Regions from separate parts of the Mus musculus genome. Here all the other regions are linked to region 1. A link is a contact called in public Hi-C and HiChIP or PLAC-seq data. All regions are on one chromosome and are shown on one strand. Each heading gives the region's core, a stretch centred on a gene start, on an enhancer-like site or on the middle of the called end of the contact. The rest is flanking DNA. Distances are from core to core; before and after follow the strand shown.

Region 1 (3,104 bases), core at 464-2,963:
TCTGGTATACTGACCACATCACAACGTACAGCCATAGCATGCCTACCTGCAGGCAACACTAACCGGACTCAGGTATGGTTATAGGAAGGCAGGGAAGGACGCAGAGAGGCAGGGAGGGAGGTAGGGAGGGAGGAGGGGAGGAATAGAAGAACGGAAGGAGGGAGAAAGGAAGGAAGGAAGAAAAACAAGACATGAAACTGAGAGTTGGGGTTAGTAATAACCTGGTGGTGATAGGCCCAAGTTGAAGGGGAGGAAGGGTGAATATGATCAAGGTACAATTTATACATGTATGAAATTCTCAAAGAATAAATTAAAATATTATAGTCAATGAAAACAAATAACCTAATCAAGCCAACAGAAATAAACTCCCTAAACCCAAGCCTCAACTTTAAAAGCACTTCACACCCACAAGGACAGTGATAGCAGAGGCAGTAAGTACCAGCGGGGATGTGAAAAAACTGGACTGTCCCCTCAACAGTGGGGATGTGACAAGATGCAACTGCCTGGCCAACCCCCCAGGGGTTGCTTAGAAGGTAAAGCATGGGGTCAATAGAAAGGCCAGAAATCCTACTCCCACGTTCACAAACGTATCCAAAAGGCACAACTCAACAGTCCTAGCAATGATACCAGGGTAGACAGGGGAACAGCCTAAACTGTTCAACAATGGATATAGGCATGAAGTGCAGCTCTGGGCCCTAAACAGGAGTGCAACGTGGATACAGGGTGCAGCACGCTTGAAACCGGCAAACGTTATCCTATGTGGAAGTCGGTCACGAAATACTGAAAACTGGTTTCATCCACATAAGATGTCTACAGTAGACAATCCACAGGGACAGGAAGTAGGTCACCAGGCACCCACAGCTAGGAGGAGTCTTGATGGGAAATGAAGAATAACTGACCAATGGCACGGAGCAAGGTGACAATAGTGTAAAAGTAGCCGTGCCGACAACGATGTGATTTGTGAATATATACTAGATCACTACGTTGTGTACACATTGGTAAATCCTGAGTCATTCTCAAAAGATGTTTAATTTAAAATGAACAGTAGCCAGGAAGTGGTGGCACACACATTTAATCTCAGCACTTGGGAGGCAGAGACTTGGGAGGCGGATCTTTGTGAGTTCAAGGCCAGCCTGGTCTACAGACAAAGTTCAAGGACAGCTAGGCTACACAGAAAACCCCTGTCTCAAAAACCAATAAAATAAGATAAAATAAAATAAAATAAAATAAAATAAAATAAAATAAAATAAAATAAAAACGGTAAAATATGTGCAGAATGACAAAGTAAACATTTACATTTCACTTTACAGAGCAGTGTCAGCAAATCAGTGGTTGGCCCAGTCCTTATGCCTGACAGTCACAGGCAGACTGACACTGGCTGCTTTGCCCTCCATGGACACAGTCAGAACTTGACATCAGTAGGTCCAGAGTCCAGACCTGCAGCAGCCTTTAGGTCACGAAAAACAGACAGATCTCAACATGGACTTCTCAACCAGAAACTGGACCACCTCTACGGGCAGGCTGGTTCCCACATCAACACACCCATGGGTATGTGGACATATACCCAACAAAGGATAGTGTGTAGACCCTTTGGTCACAGACAGCCTCCTCTTTAAACAAAACACCGAATAGAACCCTCTGCCCACGTCTGTCTACGTCAGTGGGCTAGGTGCAGCTGCTGTGTGCTGGTTTCTTGGTGAATTCGTTTAAATCTAAAATGTGGCTATAAATAAGTTCTAAACTGAAGGAGAGAAAGGAACTTTTCCTGTACTGTCAGCACTTTGGATCTGGTTGCCAAGGTGACCAGTTCCTGAAACACAGGGTAGAGTAAGGGAAACCAAGAAAGGGAACCCTCTATAACAACGGTCTTCTCGGATGTAGTTAGAGTGCACAAGGCTCAAATTTGAGCATTACTTTGTGTTTTCTGAAATAGCGTCTTTTTAAGCAGCCCAGGTTAGTGTTGTACTCACTAGGTAGCCCAGGCTGGCCTCAAACTTGTAGAGTGTCCTGCCTCATCCTCCCCAGTTTTAGGATTACAAAAATCTACACCCATGCCCAGCTCACATTTAACATTTCAGGGAGGACCTGGGTCTGGTCTACACAGTGAAATGGGGAGGGGCGGGAATCAAACAAACCAACTTTACACAAAATAGATAAAACAATTACTATCTTTAATTTTATTTCTAGGATCTGAGCCTCTTATTTTTTTAGATATATCTCATGAGAGTCAATTTCACCACTTATGTCTACTTTCAGAAAGGTCTACAAGTGTTAAGGCTTTCTTGTAAGCCAAGTGACTTTATTTTTAAGTTTCAATATCATTTGCTTTTAAGGAAAAAAATATGATAAAGGTACTTGGGTAGGGCCATCTGTAGGTTCAAATAAAAAAACTCCTCCCACGGACTGAGTTAGACTGGTAACATTTCCTTCTCAATCCAGCTAAAGCAACAATTAAAATGAAGATTGGTGATAGCCAAAGGTAGACGCTGATGACTGGGGTACAAAGATTCCTGGGCTGCACTAGATGTTTCCAGAAAATAGGAGTGGCTTCTCTGAAATGACTGAAATATTAAAAAGAGAAAAAAAAATCGAGTAGAAAAATCACAGAAATTAGCTCACCATTTTAGATGACTTTTATTGTGGTATATTGTTATAATGGCTCAATTTTACCAGTTTATTAATATCTTATCTTGCCTAGTTAATAAGTTAGCCTCTATTATGTGGTGTGTGTGTGTGTGTGTGTGTGTGTGTGTGTGTGTGTGTGTCTGTCTGTCTGTCTGTCTGTCTGTCTGTCTCAGAAAGCATGCCCTGAGGACAGAGAGTAGTGTTAATGGCTGTCACTCCTCTCTGGGAGACCTTTCTTCCATGGTTTAGAGGCCAGTAAGTGATCCATGCTCCTGTAAGTATCCTCTCACCCATGCTTGAACAAAGAAGCCTACTAGAGCTCATTGGTTCACTAAGTAGACTTCAGTGAATTCTAGTCGGCCACTGGTGCCCTAGCTGGGGTGAGCAGAGAGTCGTGTATTCCCATCTCCAAAGAAAACATAACCAGTCCCACTGAAGGATTCTCGATGAAGTCAACATTGCCAGGAGGAAACAGATCT
Region 2 (3,190 bases), core at 523-3,022, 140 kb after region 1:
CAACCAGTAGGTGCAAGCTTTACTACTCTGGAGCAGATGTGCACATTGCTGCTTGTGTCACTCATGGACACAATTTTGCCTTCTGCATCCTTTCAGAATCCTAGTCAGACACTCTCCAAGATGCTTCCAGGCATTAAATCTCAGACTGGGACAGCATCATTTTTCAATTTTGTTCTCAAGCTTCCAACTTCTAGGGCCAAGCAGTTACAGAATTCTCTGCTTCTCCATTGCGCAGATAGTCATTGTGGCACAGATTGTGTGAGCCAATCTAATAAAGTTCTTATAATTATAAGCGGAATATACATTGTATAGGAGGAGACCATGACAAATGCAGATATCTCTAGAGTGTAACCCTGGATAACACAGAGCAGATGTCCCAAGAACTGCTTAGGCAAAAGATTCCAGCTGAGTGGAGATACTGACATTGCATAGGGGCCACCACCTAAAGAGGCTTCCTCAAGCATATCCTTGTCTCCCTTGTCTCTGTTCTGGGCATCCTGATCCTAATGAACAGGGCAGAAAGGCAGAGCTCTGCCAAGACACAAAGAGTTCAGGGTATTGCTTACTTGTTTTGAGTTTGGCTTTATGTGTATGAGCCAGGTAATCATTTGGCCAATCACTGAACAACTGAACACATTCCATGGGCCAGGCCCAGGTAACAAATGGGGAAGGCAGGAAGATCTTTGCTCATTGGAGAATGTGTTGCAGTCATTATTTTCCTTTTGGGTTTGAAATGGTTTCTCTGTTGGTTTAGAGAGAATACCACAGATCCTATACTCTGGTTGCATAATCATGGCGGTGCTGGGGAGCCTGTTAGCCATTAGCAGGAGGTTTACTATCCTGAAAGTCATTGTCCTAGGTCTTGTCTCTGATCACCCACTCACTTTGACTGCCCTGAAGCAGTGTTGACAAATATAAGTGCATTCTCACACCTACCTCCTAGATTCCCTCTCTGATGTCTTTTTTTTTTTCCAGAGTATTGCTAAATAATCCAGTACAGGGCTGCCTTGAATTCTCTATGTAAGCCCAGGCTAGCCTAAAACTGGAAGCGATCTTTCCCTACTTCTGCCTTCTGAGAGTTTGTGTTATAGTCATGTGTTAGCATGACTGGCTGGTTTCATTTCTGTTTTTTTGTATATGTGACTTACTGCCTGGTAATATGTGGATAATTTACTTCTTGTCTCTATTGTGTGTGCTTCTGCTATATCTCGAGACATAAGTCTAGAGCTATGTGTGTCTCCTACTGTACTCAGCTAATAGTAATTGAGAAATGAAGTGAGCCCCATCATGTCAGGCTTCCCATTTAGGTCCTATGTTGTTGTTTAGGAAATGCTTATGCGAGCAAACATAAGAGTAGCATTAAGAACATTCATTGCTCTTGTAGAAGACCCAGGTTCGATTCTCAGTGCCCACATGGTGGCTTATAACTGTCTCTAATTCCAGTTCCAGGTGATCTAACACCCTTTTTCGATGCATGTGGTGCACAGACATACATATGAGCAAACCTATACATATAAAATAAATAAATAATTAATCTAAAATAAAGAAGTTCTTGCTGTGTAGGCCTGGATGGCTTGGAACTTGTTATTTGTGGCAATCCTCCTGCTTCTGCCTCTAGAGTCCAGGGATTACAGGTATATGACACCACACCAGACTGGATGATTTTTCTGAAGGAATAATGATGCCGAGAAAACTGCCCAGGCCCTTACTGTGGCTACTAGTCCCAGCAAGGAAATTGGGTTTAATTTGTTCCTGCGACTAAGAAATGAGAAGTGATTCACAAATGCCAAGTGTGTTGGTGATGAATGTAGTCATGGCTGGCTCTTATGCCAATGGGTCAGTGATGAATGGAGTCGTGGCTCTCTCCCATGCCACAGTTCTTCCTCTCGTCTGTCCAGCAGTCTAGTTTTCATTGTTCTAATGAGTCTCTGCAGGGGCAGGGTGAGCAGGCCGCTAATGAAGCCTGGGTCGCCTGGTGGTCTGAGTTGAGTCTAATTGGAGCCAAATCATCTGCTCTCTACTTTATCCTGTGAAGCATGAGGAGACGCTGGGAAGCAGCAACTGCTTTCTTCAAGCACTCAGGGAAGTTCGATGCTGTAAACTCTCCAGGCCTTGCAAAGGAAGTGTTTATGGGAAGTGAAGCTACCGTGGCTAACCTCAGCTTTTGGTTTAATTTTTGTTCTCACTTATGTCTTCCTCCCATTGCTCTGAATGTTCTTCTGACTTCTTAACACAATCCTTTAGTTAAAGCCCTTGATGTTTATAATGGTGGACAATGTAAAATTTCAGGTTTTAATATTGAACTGTGTACACACACACACACACACACACACACACACACACGAGGATAATCAAAGCAGATCTGATTATGCATACCAGGCTGGCCTCCGATGTATAGAGATCCAGCCTCTGCCTTTCCTTTGCTGAGATCAAAGGAAGGTGACGTCATGCCCAATCCATTTTGACGACAAATGGCTTTGCTTGACAATTAAATTATAGTTATATAATATATAATAGAATTGTATACTTAAAATCACACACATACACACACACACATCCATCCATATGCCAATTGCAAAACTGAGTTTTGTCTGAATAACTTGATTCCGCTTTGCAGAAAGCAGCCTGCACTTCTGTAGAAGGGCAAAAGTCACAGACTCAACTCCATTTGGCTAGAGATTCCTTCAGAAGAAGCTAAAAGCCTCTGACTTCACTTTCACTGTGGGGTGTGGGGAGGGGTTTTGTCATTGTCATGGTAAACTCTGAAACCCAAGTGCTTGTTGTAGATGTGGCACAGAATGGGTAATCATGGGCGCTTCTGTCTCACCATTCTGTGCCCTGGAGTTCTCTTCCTAACAGGAATGGGAAGCAGGGTTGCTGCAGGGAAGAGTCTGAACAGAGAACTAAGTTTTAACCTGAAGTATCAGTATAAAGTCATGAGGTAGCTTTTCTTGCTCTCTTTCCCTGTGCCCTCTCTCCTTTCTTCTATCCTTCCTCTCTTCCATAAATAAAAATGTGTGCACTATAGAAAAGCCTAGATCAGTGACTGCCCCAGCCTGCATCTCCACATACCACTTTTTAGAGATAAGGCTAATTTCATGTTTGGAACAAGAAATGTGTAATACAGTTTTAGGAGATTGGATTTTAGTAGACAGCAAGGATACTTTTAAATATTAGTGACATTCTGTTA
Region 3 (3,286 bases), core at 610-3,109, 160 kb after region 1:
TACAGAACAAGGAACTGATTAAATTAATTAAAGTCCACATCTGGGATCTACATTCACTTCATTAGTTATGGGATGATAACACCATGCCACCACGAAGCTCACAGTGGAATAAAATAGTTCCCTATCTACAAGATTTTAACTAGCACTGTCTGACCCTCCTGAGAAAGGCCTGCTGTTGGGAGCCAAGTATCCCAATCTTCTTCACAATCAAGACGTTTTAACTCATGACTATTGACTCCCTTCAACACCTGCTCTCCCTGGGACTCATTGGTAAGTTCCGAGCCCAGGGGAGGGGCAGTTTTCCACATAGACTTTCTCCTTAGCTCACCCTGCTTTGATCTGGGATCTTGCCTGCTGTGGATGTCCTTCAGGGTACTGGTCGTTTCCCTTGTGAAATTCAGCCATCACCCCTGCTCCTCCGTCCTCTCCCAAAATGGACAGAAATACTGCTCAGGAAATCAGGCAGCCCAGTCTTTGAAGGGCAGTGCCTCTGCTCCTCTTTGCCGTACGTTCTTTCCAAGAAGCATGGCTTGCTAAATGTTAAGGACCCTGGGAAGATGGCAGAAACAGGTCACGCAAATCCTGCTCTTGTGCGAATGTGGCCTATTAGGAGGGGACCAAGGAACAGGGTTTAAGGAAATGGGGTGTAAGATAGGGAAAGTGTGTGTGTGTGTGTGTGTGTGTGTGTGTGTGTGTGTGTGTGTGTGTGTGCAAGGAAGGGAAGGGAAATTAAGAATGCTATGGGGGCTGGTGAAATGGCTCAGTGGTTAAGAGCACTGACTGCTCTTCTAGAGGTCCTGAGTTCAATTCCTAGTAACTACCTGGGGACTCACAACCATCTGTATCTGGGATCTGATGCCCTCTTCTGGCTTGCAGGTGTACATGCAGATAGAGCAACTCATACATTTAATTTTTTTTTTTTTCTTCTACAGGACATCATCTCCCTGGCCTCAGTACCTCAGCACTGCAGAGACTGGACCTTCTCTTTGTAGATTGCATGATGATCTTTCCTAAAATTTTTGAAAGTTTTTATTTGGTAATTTTCATGGTGTTCAGCCAAGGATATGCATTCAGTGGACAACTAAATGCCATTAAATGCTTATGCAATCTACTTCAGCACCAACTAAGCTTACACCAAGAATCTTAGGCAGACTGATGTTCTCTTTTGGTTCTGGAAGTGTTGTAGTCCCAGGAATGTCTGGGCTGTAAAGAAAATGGCCACTGGGCACAGCCATTCTTAACAGGCTAGACCCTTGAATACCCACAGATGAAAATGTTAAAGCAACAACAACAACAACAACAACAACAACAACAACAACAACAAATCTCTGGAGAGAGACTTGCTTCCATGGCCAGGATGTCACACACAATGTTGAAATAGCTAGGTGCCTCTGGTACTCCTCCCCACCTCTGCCCCTGCCTCCACCCAGTATTTGTCTCTGTAGCTGTCCCAGAACTTGCTTCATAGACCGGGCTGACCTCAAACTCACTGAGATCCACCTGCCTGAGTGCTGGGTTCAAAGGTGTGAGCCACCACTGCCTGATTGCCTCTGATACCTTATCATCTCCTGTCTCCATACTATATCCATCCCTTGGGTGTGTGACCAGAACTGACCTTGAAGGCCCTGCCAGACCCAAGGCTGTTCTTAGGAGGCAGCAGCCCTTTAGAAGGATTAACCACGCAGGAGGAAGCCATTCTGAAAGTGACTCTGAGGGAGTTCAGGGCTCTTTTCCTCTCTCAACCTTGGACAAAGCTGAAGAGAAAGCTGCTCGCCATTCACCACATAGAGGCTGGATGGCCACAAGCTCAGAGATCCTTTCTCGGCAATGCCACACAGACCGGGTATGTGGCTCGGCCTGCGGTTTCCTGCGCCTTTCCTGTCTCTGAGTTCTACTGCTTTAGAACGGGGCAGCCACAGGGATGAAGAACTATGGGTTGAGGTAAATTCTCTTTGGCTAAGTGTCACATTAAGAGTCTTGGGATTAGTCATAGAAGTGAGGGGTGTAAGTCTCTCACATGAGTCTCAGGGTTTGTCATAAAAGTGAGGGTGTAATTTTATTTCAGCACCAAATCAGCATGGTTGGTTGTCTTGTTGTTTTTTAACAAACAGCTCGTCAGAGAAGCAACAGTTGCTGAGGACAGTGGACACTGTGTTTAGAAAGTTGATAAAGGCTATTTGAACCGCTATTACTTATGGAATAAGAACATCCCTGGCTGTCTCCTTAGGTAACTTGGCTAAAGTCTGTTTTTCTTTTGGGGAAAACCTGAGGTAATCTTATCCTTTTTCTCCTGTCACAGTCAGGAGAGCACTTGTAAGGATTCTGGAACATTTCTTGGGCTGTGCTGCCCGGCTGGTGGCCACTAGGCACATGTGGCTACGGAAAGCTTGAACTGTGGCTAGTAATAATGATGATGTGCTGGGCGTGTAAAAGACAGCAGATTTAGAATAGGTAACAAAGAATAGAGGAAAATGTTTTCCTGACACCCTACATCATTTGCACATCAAAACAATAATAATATTAGATTAAACTGCTATTAAATAATTTCCACCTGTTTCCTTTTTGCTTCTTAAAATGTGGCTATCGGGAGTTAGAAAAAAAAATGCATGTGACTTGGGCTGTATTTCTGTTGGACAGAGTTGGTGCACCACTTGCTCCAGAAAAATGCATGCCTGTAAATGCATAGTCAGTGGGCACTCCTGGGCTGCATAGCCACGTGTGGCTCACTGGGTCCTCAGGTCAGGGCCTCCTCATCACGGAAGGCAGCAGCAATGTCTATAGTAAGAGCTTTGCCAGTTATCTCAAGAGGAAAAACTTTCTTTTAATCTTTCTTTTGCCATGAAGGTCACAGGGAAGCCCTTCAAAACTCTTTGGTAAGCAGAGACTGTCAAAGGCTCAGGGAGTTTGCCACAGGGTCTCCTTGGAGTCAGATCAACAGGCTAAGGGTGGGCCTCTTGGGCTCCTTAGCATCCTGTAGGGTATTAGGTCAAGGACTTGCTTATATAATCAGCGTTTACCTGGCCACTGGCCAGAAAACACCTACCAGATCTTTTTCTGTCTGGTCATGCAATGTAATTTTGTATTTCTCTTGTTGTTGAATTACCCCAATGTCATTAGACTAAATATTAAAATTTCCTTTGTGACTCAGTTGTTTTCACAACACAGATCCCCCCTGGAGAAGTGCAGATGTGTCACCTGAGACAGAGGGGACAGTGAGACTCATCTTCGAAACTTCATTGGAGAGAGTCTGGTTTAGCACTCACCTGCTTCCTCGCTACGAAGCATC
Region 4 (3,117 bases), core at 171-2,670, 200 kb before region 1:
CACTGGCAGCTTTTCCAGAGGATCCAGGTTCAATTTCCAGCGCCTACATACATGGCAGCTCACAATGTCTGTAACTCCAGTTCCAGGAGATCCAACACTCTTTTCTGGCGTCCTCAGGCACCAGGTACCCAAGTGTTTCAGAGAAATAAATGCAAGTAAAATATACATACAATAAAAAATTAAAACCAAAAACAAATTTTCAGGCCCATTTCTATGACTGGCCCATGTGCATTTGAAAAGAAAGTGTGTTCTTCACTATCTTGGAAAATCCCATCCTTCTTTGAATGTTGCCCATATTCATTCTATTTTGTTGGCACTCCTCTTAGCGTTACCTGGGGTTTCCCTCTCTTCCCATATTCTCCTTCCTTCAAATCCTGAATTGTAGTCCAAGCCTAATACTTTCGTCTCAAACACTAAATGGTAGGTACTTTATTTATAAAGGATTACGGTCACGTGTTAGCAAATCCTGCTTGATTGGTTTAAGATACCCGGGAGTTGTAGAAATGGCTCAGAAGTTAACAGTACTTATTGCTCTTTCACGGGAAGCTGAGTTGAGTTCTCATCATCCTCACCAAATGGTTCACAGCCACCTGTAACCCCAATCCCAGGGGTCTGATTCCCTCTTCTGGCATCTGCAGGCACCTTGCACAGGCACAAGCAAGTACATACACACCGCTACATATTCATGCAATTAAAAATAGAACCTTATATAAGAAAGAAAAGCCAAGAAGAAAGTATTTGTAAGCTGGCCTCTACAGCTCAGAGGTTTTGATAAAGTCAAAGCAAGAATGCTTTGCAGGTAAGAATATACTGTGGTCACTGACCGCTAACAGCAAGATACTTGTTTCAAAGGTTAGGTTATAATGAAGTGTCACGAAAATCACCTAGCAACCCAAAGTCTGGCATTGTACATGTACACTTGAATAAGAAACACAATTTTAATTAAGCCTTGGGTTTTCTGAGACTGAGATCAGGAGACTGCTGATCTAAGGAATCATGACGTGGTCGGGTGAACGGAAGTTTAAAAATTGTCCTGAATATGGGGTACGAAGAGAAACATCCATTAATGGTATATGCTTTGTGCGTTATCTAATTTTAGAAGTGGGGAAAAAGGAAACCGTGCTTTTAGAATCGAGGGGGGAGGGCGCTGCACTGTTCTGCTCACTCTGTTCTTGAATGTGAACGAAATATCTCTCTCCTAGAGTCTGGTCACGGCAATTTCCAGAAATTCTGTCTCTGTTTCCCTCCCTCTCTCCCCGTCTCTCTTTTTTTAACCTAGAGTGACTTTCCACCCCACTTTCCAGGTTCCTGGCGAGACAAAAGATGCTCAGCGAGGACCGCTTTCTTAGGCGCATCTTCTCTTCTGCGCCGTGATTGGTCGCTGCTTTTTTAGGACACGCCCAAAAATCCTGATTGGTCGTCAATGCCCTTTTGTTAGGGCAAAGGTGGACCCCGGTGCTCTGCCACAGGCCTGTCGAGGCGTCCAGCAGCCAGTGCGCAGGCGTGCAATTTCCAGTTAGGATTGGTGGGAGGACGCCTCCTCGCTCGGCGCACGCTCCGTGGGCGGGAAGGGCGGGGCTGACGCTGTCAGTTGGTCGGAGAGCCGCGCGGCCTGAGGCTTCCTACCCATCCCGCCTCTTCCCGGCGCTTCAGACGCAAGGTGAGGCGGCTCGGGGCGGCGAGGGCTGGGCCTGGGAGACCGCCGAGGCCCTGTGGGGCGGGGCGGGATGGAACGGGAACCCGGGCGGCGGCCTGGGTGCTGGATTGCGGCGCCGCGAGGCCCGACATCCCGCCGAGCGCTGCGCAGCCACCTTCCCGGCCCCACGCCGCGGGCTCAGTGGGAAGAGCCCGGCGGTGCGGGACCGGGACGCCGTGGGGGTGCGATGGGACCGGGTAGTAGGAGAAGACGCTCTGCTGCCCGAGCTACCTTCCAGTTCGCCGCAATTCTTCTGCTTCAGCCTCTCGAGTGCTAGGATTGCTTTGCAGGCGTGGTGGCCCGTGCATGTCTGGGGTGGGACGTCTTTGCTAGAACCTGGGTTTGTTTCTTTGTCAGCTTTTCTCAGGCGTCCTGCGGAACAAATATTGAGGAGTAAGGTTTGGGAAGGAGAAATCATAGTTTCCCGAAAAGCCAAGGTTTCTGTTACACCACCAGAGACAGACGTCGCAATAGCCAGAAGGACAGAGGTCCCCAAACCGTTATCCGTTTCTGCGACTCAAAGCTGTGCGTAGGAATCCTAGTGTCTGTATGCTCCAATGATTAAACTGGATGCAGCTAGCTCCCCGGGGATCTAACTTAAGTTTGATCCTTATTGACGATGTAGTTCCTCGATTTCCATCGATTTTGAAAGCCCTAAAATGTCAAAGCAGAACATGAACAGATTAGAAACATCACACTGGAGTGGATGCAGATGAAATTTTATATTTGTTTTGTTTGTGGAAACGCCAAAGGAGTTGAGTTTTTCAAACTCAGTTTAGGACCTTAATAATATCTTGGCTATGAAACATGAGGCAAGGCCTCTAGCCTTTATAAGGCTTAGTATCCACATCTGTGAATTGCATTTTCTTTCTGTTGTGATAAAACTATATATGTAAAGTGTTCAGTGCATTCCTGTAGTGCATTGGACTTTTAAATTTAAAAAACTATTGCTGGTGAGTGGATGATGGATGGAAAACATTAATTGCAGGTTCAAGAGAAGTCTGGTGGTTGAGTTTGAAAGGATATTAGGGAAATGTCAAACTCATATCTGAGATGTTAAGGCCAGCCGAGGTGGAATGATGGGAAAAGCAGAGTGGACATTGACTATATCCTTGATTCTGGATGGACTACTGTGATGTGAATTAAGCCACTCTCAGATTAGGCCAGGAGTTCTAATATGAGGCCTTTGGCCACATGATTTTTCTAAAGTTTCTTCTGTGGTCAAAACAAGAGAGTAGAGATGAGAAGGTCTGTTAACATCTGTTGAATACTTACTAAGTACACAAACACATAGCTGGATGTATTAAATTCCCAGAACAAACCCATAAGATGCAGTTATTAGGCCCATTTTATGGATGAGGATGCTGAGGCTGAGATTTTTTTAATTATATATTTTCTTTTTTTATATTTCAAATGTTATC

Evidence for each region. A called contact is a pair of places that touch in the nucleus more often than the background predicts. HiChIP or PLAC-seq counts read pairs in DNA pulled down with a chosen protein or histone mark.
Region 2: a Hi-C map of bone marrow-derived macrophages shows a contact between it and region 1, with 50 read pairs. The contact joins two enhancer-like sites. A contact is called at or near these places in 2 of 15 datasets of contacts at CTCF or cohesin (large pre-B cells and pro-B cells), 60 of 484 Hi-C or Micro-C datasets (B cells, the C10 cell line, the C2C12 cell line and 33 more), 6 of 115 datasets of contacts at active chromatin or transcription factors (bone marrow-derived dendritic cells, bone marrow-derived macrophages, embryonic stem cells and 2 more) and 3 of 9 other capture datasets (adipose tissue, embryonic stem cells and liver).
Region 3: a contact with region 1 is called in an H3K4me3 HiChIP or PLAC-seq map of bone marrow-derived macrophages, with 2.9 times the contacts expected there. The contact joins two enhancer-like sites. A contact is called at or near these places in 23 of 484 Hi-C or Micro-C datasets (B cells, the C10 cell line, bone marrow-derived dendritic cells and 13 more), 4 of 115 datasets of contacts at active chromatin or transcription factors (bone marrow-derived dendritic cells, bone marrow-derived macrophages, embryonic stem cells and 1 more) and 2 of 9 other capture datasets (adipose tissue and embryonic stem cells).
Region 4: a contact with region 1 is called in an H3K27ac HiChIP or PLAC-seq map of microglia, with 4 times the contacts expected there. The contact joins the promoter of Scoc here to the enhancer-like site in region 1. A contact is called at or near these places in 19 of 39 promoter capture datasets (the 3T3-L1 cell line, 3T3-L1-derived adipocytes, the C10 cell line and 13 more), 1 of 15 datasets of contacts at CTCF or cohesin (large pre-B cells), 17 of 484 Hi-C or Micro-C datasets (the C10 cell line, the G1E-ER4 cell line, LSK cells and 13 more), 7 of 115 datasets of contacts at active chromatin or transcription factors (bone marrow-derived macrophages, embryonic stem cells, forebrain and 3 more) and 5 of 9 other capture datasets (adipose tissue, embryonic stem cells, liver and 2 more).

The regions. Positions count from the first base shown.
Region 1 is chr8:83,242,985-83,246,088 of GRCm38.p6, reverse strand. The region is part of intron 9 of Tbc1d9 (TBC1 domain family, member 9); the gene reads right to left. Among named protein-coding and RNA genes, the nearest start is that of Gm42027, 22 kb to the right of the region's middle. Within about 2 kb of position 1,713, at least 24 of the 459 cell types and tissues checked have an H3K27ac peak or open chromatin away from gene starts, as enhancers often do. A contact at or near this core is called in adipose tissue, bone marrow-derived macrophages, hematopoietic stem and progenitor cells and 1 more, where this site is marked.
Region 2 is chr8:83,102,098-83,105,287 of GRCm38.p6, reverse strand. No RefSeq gene overlaps it. Among named protein-coding and RNA genes, the nearest start is that of Tbc1d9, 62 kb to the left of the region's middle. Within about 2 kb of position 1,772, at least 49 of the 459 cell types and tissues checked have an H3K27ac peak or open chromatin away from gene starts, as enhancers often do. A contact at or near this core is called in adipose tissue, bone marrow-derived macrophages, hematopoietic stem and progenitor cells and 1 more, where this site is marked.
Region 3 is chr8:83,085,399-83,088,684 of GRCm38.p6, reverse strand. It overlaps Rnf150 (ring finger protein 150), which reads right to left. Exons shown (of 7, transcript NM_177378.4): 7 at 1-3,286. Among named protein-coding and RNA genes, the nearest start is that of Tbc1d9, 78 kb to the left of the region's middle. Within about 2 kb of position 1,859, at least 47 of the 459 cell types and tissues checked have an H3K27ac peak or open chromatin away from gene starts, as enhancers often do. A contact at or near this core is called in bone marrow-derived macrophages and microglia, where this site is marked.
Region 4 is chr8:83,440,965-83,444,081 of GRCm38.p6, reverse strand. Scoc (short coiled-coil protein) reads left to right here and starts at 1,420. Exons shown (of 4, transcript NM_019708.4): 1 at 1,420-1,660.